2 separate regions of the Mus musculus genome follow, and region 1 is linked to region 2. The links are chromatin contacts, called in public promoter capture Hi-C maps. All regions are on one chromosome and are shown on one strand. Each heading gives the region's core, a stretch centred on a gene start, on an enhancer-like site or on the middle of the called end of the contact. The rest is flanking DNA. Distances are from core to core; before and after follow the strand shown.

Region 1 (3,325 bases), core at 618-3,117, 460 kb before region 2:
AAGTACAGATCGAAGACTTCTGGGAATCAAAAGCCTTTAGGCGTGTAAATCTATACTCCCAGTACAAGAGACATTTGGGTTCTCCAGGAAGGAGCAAGCATGCAGACCAGGTAGCCTGATAGATCTAGTGACTATTGCTCATCTCACCAGCATCCCGCTTGCCCATTAATCCAAAGAACTGCTGAGGCTTGGGTCTTCGGGCGATTCTCTGCAGAAGATGCTCAAAGGGCTCCGGCATTGCCTCCTGGGGGACAAACCCGCGAGCAGACAACTTAAGTGAACCAGGATCACCTTAGTGGTGCACCTGAGCGTCCCCCAGAGCCACAGATTCCCCCAGACACCAGAACCTGGTGGGCTAGCACGCGTCTGGGCCATACTAAAACCTATACACTTTCCCCAATCTGGCCCCGCCTGGGATTTCCTTCTCCACAAAGTCTACCGGGGAGGCTCCTGCAGCAGCGCCACACCTGCCAGCCCTGGATCCTGTAAGCTTTCTGCTCTTAATTGCACCAGAGGGCTCACTCAAGTTCTTGTTATCACCTTTGTTTGCTCTCAGCGAGGCTTCGAAGTCCTCTCACTGTCCTAACTGTGAACAGTAGGGTGGATGAAGAAGGGTGAGGATACTTTCAGAGCAACCTTGCACCACCGCACAACTTTCACCATTTCCCAAGGCGCGCTCCTTGGAGCCAGTAGCCAAGAGTGATGTACAGGGAAACTTGGAGCACTGAATGCTGGAGTGCGGAGTTAGTTTCTCCACTGAGACCCCGCAGCTAAGTAAAATCCCGCTTTTGCCCCCATTAACTGATTCACTTCTCTATCCAGCATCTCAAACGCTCTGGCAGTGCGGTTTTACTAAATTCCCCCCTCGATTTCCCCTCCTCCCCAACCCTGTAAGTAGGGATTAAAACCTAATGAGGTTTCCAGCGTGGTGAGAACCCGGCTGTGAGAGAGAAAGACAGAGAGGAGAGAGAGGAGGTGGGAGGGGCGAGATACTGGGGAGACACTGACTGAACCTACGACGTTGCCCTCCCTCAGGGAGGAAACTTAGTTTGGTTCTGGGCAATAAGCCCTGTGCCTTGTCCGGGACGTGATGACCTTTATATTCCAGTGCGCCTCTCCAGCTCAAGCTGGGCTAATCAGGGTGCTACCACAAGGAGAAGGCAACAGCTCCCACGCCCGTTTGGGACTCACCTTGATCTGGTCACTGTCGGACCAGTCGGACCAATAATTTAGATCATCGTTGGCATCGATTTCCTCTGCAAACAGTTGAGTGGAAACGAGAAAAAAGACCGCCACGGCCACGAGGATTTTCATGTTCGATTTCTGAAGAGAGTAGGAGACAGAGGAAGGTGGGAAAGAGACATTATACATAAGGAGGCTGTGGCCACCCAAGAGTTAGAGCAGCTGAATTTCAGTGCCACAAGGAAGAAAGAACAGGTCCCGCTAAACCAAGATTAAAATAAAAACAAAACCAAAAGCCCACCAGGTCGAACACTTCTCCAAACCCTTTAAGAAGGCTCCTGAGGCGCCAAAGAGCCTCAAATCCTCCTCTCCTTGAGTCTCAGCGTCCCAGCCCCCTACCCACTGGCCCACACTCTCAAGCCTGAAGACTCTGCAGGTGGCAGACAAAGAGAGGCGTTGGTATTTGCACACTTTCTCTCCGGGTCTGAGAATGGAGTGGGAGCAGAGCCAGGGCGGACGCCACCTCCGACGAAGGCACGACGGGTCCCAGGCAGCCTTGGCTGGCAGGCTAGAGTGGTACTCACTGCGGTCAGACCGCGGGGATGCTCCGCAGGTGCGCACTTGCTGGGCGCTCTTTGCTCTCCTTGGCCGCGGTGCAGGAGCGGAGCAGGTCCGAGTGCGGTCTAGTCCCCAGCTCCTGCTTTGCGGTATTTATCTCAGGCGTGACGAGCCTGTAGAGCCACGTGACACTCTCCCCACGCGACTTTCTGCTCAATATTTAATTAGCCGCCCCCTCGCCTTTCGCTTGCGTGATGTAGAGTTTCCGAGACGGTAACCCGTCGGAGTCCATAACATCTGGACCAAATTGTGTTCGAAATGACGCAATTTTAGGGAAGTCGAGGTCTTGCCATCCAATCCAGAGAGACCTGTTTTCTTCGTCTGACAATCTGACGCCCTCCTCCCCTCTTCTTCCGAACAAGGTTCAGTGACACCTGAGATTACTCATCAAAACTGAGTGAAGTGACTCATGCCTCGGACTTTGGGAACTTTTCTCTCTAGAGGAGTCAGGGAATCTTGAGCTTTGAGGACAGCCAAATAACTTCCGCAACAAAACCTTGTGAAATGACACTAAGACACTAGCAAGCACTTCAGTGGGATGAGGCAAGCGGGGATTTTCCTTCTAGCTCTACCTGTATGTGTCTTAAAGGTTCCTGAGGTGTTACATGGCTGGAACAGCCCTCCCTCCCTAAATCAGCCAGAATACTCTCTCTCATTTCTCTAGCCTTGCAAAGGGGTTTCAGTCTTGTGTTCTAGAGGAGGAAAGCAGACTTGCTTTACATTTAGGAGAAAGAAGAATTGAAGCCTGCTGTAGCATGTAGAACAGCATGTGGAACGTACCCACCAGCCATCCGAGGACGCTGTAGCATGTAGAACTTACCCACCAGCCATCTGAGGACGCTGTAGCATGTAGAACTTACCCACCAGCCATTCAAGGACGCTGTAGCATGTAGAACAGCATGTGGAACGTACCCACCAGCCATCTGAGGACCTCTTTCGTTCCTCTGAAGCTTCTTCGCAGTCACACACAGAAGGTAGAGGGAGTTGCAAGAGAATAATTGTGCCTCTCTCCCCTTAAGCCTTGTTGGAGGGCTATAAAGTCTGTATGTTTACCTTTGTCACCAAGGGTGTGTGTGTGTGTGTGTGTGTGTGTGCTGCAGATCTGTCAGAGACAGAAGTCTTTAGCAAACCACGGTTTTACAGATACCTTCTGTCCCAGATGTATAATACTTTTCCATCTTTGGATGAAGTAAACGATGTTGCAGTTATTTGTTTTGACTTTTTTAGACTAGGACTCAAAATGGGTATTCTCCTAACTCAGCCTACTTGTTACTGGAACTACAGGTGTGTACCACCACACCCAGAGCGATGGGGTCTTTTGGATAGAGTTGTTTTCTTTTGGGAATCATCGTTCCCTAATATGTTTTTAGTATAATATGAAGAGGAAAGAAGTGTTTGCAAGCCAAACTAATGTTTGCCTCCAGTGTTTATATTGTTTTAAAACCTAAATGTAGACATTCAGAGGGATTTCATAATGTGAACATTCTATTTTTATTTTCAAAACTTTTAAAAGGAGAAATGGTGA
Region 2 (3,175 bases), core at 420-2,919:
AGCCTTAGGTATCATTACAAATTTCCTATCTTCAGGCACAAGAGCTTGAGGTCGGAGTGAGGGCATACATTCTTCTGGAACTCATCAGTAGAAAAGATTTTGCTACAGGCTAGGCAATGGTTCATTTGATGGAAGACCAATTCAAGCTTGAGTATACACCAAAAACAAGAGTAGAAATTCAACCGGGTGTAGCTTTAACTTGCTCTTTTACTTCAAGTTTGGATACTTTTGTTAGTTAACAATCCAGAGGCCTCCTCAGCTCAACTGGGTATTCATTTAGAACAGTACCCAGTGCCCATAACAATGAGCAACATAGTCTGGAGATGATTTCATTCTTATACTAAAATCATCCTGAAACCCAAGTCAACTAGCATTCCTAAAGCACAAAAAGAATACAGGATACTTTACACTTTTCTTTTGGATGCACTATCTGATCAGTCTGTGAGGCTCACATATTCTTTGCTCACCTCTAAAATTCATACATCTATACTTGCGTGTCTGAGGGCAAGTCTGATAAGGTTATCATGGTTACCTCCCCAGAATAAAGTGATCTATGTCAGTCAACTCCTTTGACATCTGGGAAAGACCACCTGCCCCTTGAAAGCTTTGCCTGCTACCCCCCACAACCTTTCCACCACAACTTCCTGTCCTACTCCTCTGATTACAACCACTGCTTTCCCTTGGTGACATACAATACTGCTAATCTACAGGATACTTATTATTAGCTTGCAGCCTCCACAGACATCACTACTCTAGTAAACACTGCTTAAATGAAACCATTCAGCTCACAAGATGCCACTTAAATTAAGACTGTCTTTCAATTAAAAAAAAAAATTCCAGGGCACCAGGAAAGTCAGGGATTCATTTCATTTAACTGCAGCCTCAGCATCATTTTTTTTAAAGAGACATAAGTTACTTGAAACCTATAGGGGGACACTGCCTTTGACCTAGTTAAAAACTGTTCCATCCTGTGAGGTTATTTGCAATATAGCCCATATGGTCTTCATCGCAGTAAATTCAAAAGCAGGGATCACAGCTGCAGACCATGAAAACTAACAGTCAACAGCAGACTTTTATAAAGAGGTCCTGCCTACCACATGGGATCTTTAAAGTAGCCATTACATGACCACTGTAAGAGTGCTAATACCATGACCCCTGCCCACTACTCTTCTCCGTATCTCCATCATTCACTGTGACACATCAAGACGTCCATCCAGCACCCCCATCCTTGCAGAGACCTGAAGGTACAAAAGTTCCTACTGTTTAATGCATTTTGTTTCCATGGTGCATTGTGTCTTGATTGACTGTCAGGCAACAGCCTCACTTTCCTGCTCCAGAATGCACCTTACAAGGGAGAAGCCTCAAGGTCAAATTTAAAGAAACAAGAGTCTAACATCTGAGCTTTTTAGATAGTAGCACTTACCTGTTTTCTGGCTATATTATGGTAACAGCTCTCTGAAGCCACGGTGCAATGAATTATCAGGGAACAAAATGGCTGGGTACCAATTAAACACAGATGACAATAAGGACATTTATGAGCAGTGAGAACTCAGATGGGTTGGCCTTTACTGAAAATATTTAGGAGGACAGGGGAGAAAAGAAGCATGGTTCACCCAAAATCTAATGGTTCCAAGCAAAACTAACCCCACAGGGGAGATGAATCCTGAGGCAAGAGCAGAAATGAGCATCAGGGCCTCCCCAGAGGAGAGACTACGGAAAGTGAGGGGTCATATGCAACTGAGGAAATGCATGAGAAGAGGGCCTGTGAGGGAATGATGCTTCAGAATACTTCATGAGGCATGGAGTGCTCAGGGAGAGCGACTGGCACCCATGAACTTGTAGAACTGCTTTCAAACTGCTTGTGATTAAATGTCCACATCATTGTAATTTGAATTCATATATCATCACCTGGGCTAAAAGGAATGGCAGGGCTGTGGCTTAGCCTTTTTAGGTATTTTGCCAATTAATGTGATGTCAGGCACATGTCTTTAAATTTTTAAATTGTTAAGTTGTCTTAGTTAGGGTTTTTTTGGGTTTTTTTTGTTTTGTTTTGTTTTGTTTTGTTTTGTTTTTCTGTGAAGAGACACTATGACCACAGCAACTCTTTTTTTTTTTAAGATATTTTCTTTATATACATTTCAAATGCTATCCCAAAAGTTCCCTATACCCTTCCCCCGCCCTGCTCCCCTAGCCACCCACTCCCGCTTCTTGGCCCTGGCATTCCCCTGTACTGGGGCATATAAAGTTTGCAATACCAAGGGGCCTCTAGTCCCAGTGATGGCCAACTAGGCCATCTTCTGCTACTTATGCAGCTAGAGATACAAACTCTGGGGGTACTGGTTAGTTCATATTGTTGTTCCACCTACAGGGTTGCAGACACCTTCAGCTCCTTGGGTGCTTTCTCTAACTTCTCCATTGGGGGCCCTGTGTTCAATCTTATAGATGACTGTGGGCATCCACTTCTGTATTTGCCAGGCACTGGCATAGACTCATATGAGACAGCTGTAACAGGGTCCCTTCAGTAAAATCTTGCTGGCATATGCAATAGTGTCTGGGATTGGTGTCTGATTTTGGGATGGATCCCCAGGTGGGGTAGTCTCTGGATAGTCCATCGTTTCGTCTTAGCTCCAAACTTTGTCTCTGTAACTCCTTTCATGGGTATTTTGTTCCCTATTCTAAGGAGGAACGGCATATCCACCCATTGGTCTTCCCTCTTCTGGGTATATGCCCAGGAGAGGTATTGCTGGATCTTCTGGTAGTATTATGTCTAATTTTCTGAGGAACCTCCAGACTGATTTCCAGAGTGGCTGTACAAGTTTGTAATCCCACCAGCAGTGGAGGAGTGTTACTCTTTCTCCACATCCTCACCAGCATCTGCTGTCACCTGAATTTTTGATCTTAGCCATTCTGACTGGTATGAGGTGGAATCTCAGGGTTGTTTTGATTTGCATTTCCCTGATGACTAAGGATGTTGAACATTTTTTCAGGTGCTTCTCTGCCATTCGATATTCCTCAGGTGAGAATTCTTTGTTCAGCTCTGAACCCCATTTTTAATGGGGTTATTTGATTTTCTGGCATCCAGCTTCTTGAGCTCTTTGTATGTATTGGATATTAGTCCCAATGACCAAGGCAACTCTTATAAGGGACATTTAATTGGGGCTACCCTACAGTTTCA

What was found. Promoter capture Hi-C pulls out the DNA fragments that hold promoters and counts their contacts.
Region 1: a contact with region 2 is called in a promoter capture Hi-C map of maxillary cranial neural crest. The contact joins the promoter of Tac1 here to the enhancer-like site in region 2. A contact is called at or near these places in 9 of 39 promoter capture datasets (the 3T3-L1 cell line, cranial neural crest, embryonic stem cells and 5 more) and 1 of 9 other capture datasets (liver).

The regions. Positions count from the first base shown.
Region 1 is chr6:7,553,603-7,556,927 of GRCm38.p6, reverse strand. Tac1 (tachykinin 1) reads right to left here and starts at 1,867. Exons shown (of 7, transcript NM_009311.3): 1 at 1,767-1,867; 2 at 1,192-1,323; 3 at 148-244. The coding sequence starts at 1,314.
Region 2 is chr6:7,089,810-7,092,984 of GRCm38.p6, reverse strand. No RefSeq gene overlaps it. Among named protein-coding and RNA genes, the nearest start is that of Sdhaf3, 140 kb to the right of the region's middle. Within about 2 kb of position 1,669, at least 2 of the 459 cell types and tissues checked have an H3K27ac peak or open chromatin away from gene starts, as enhancers often do.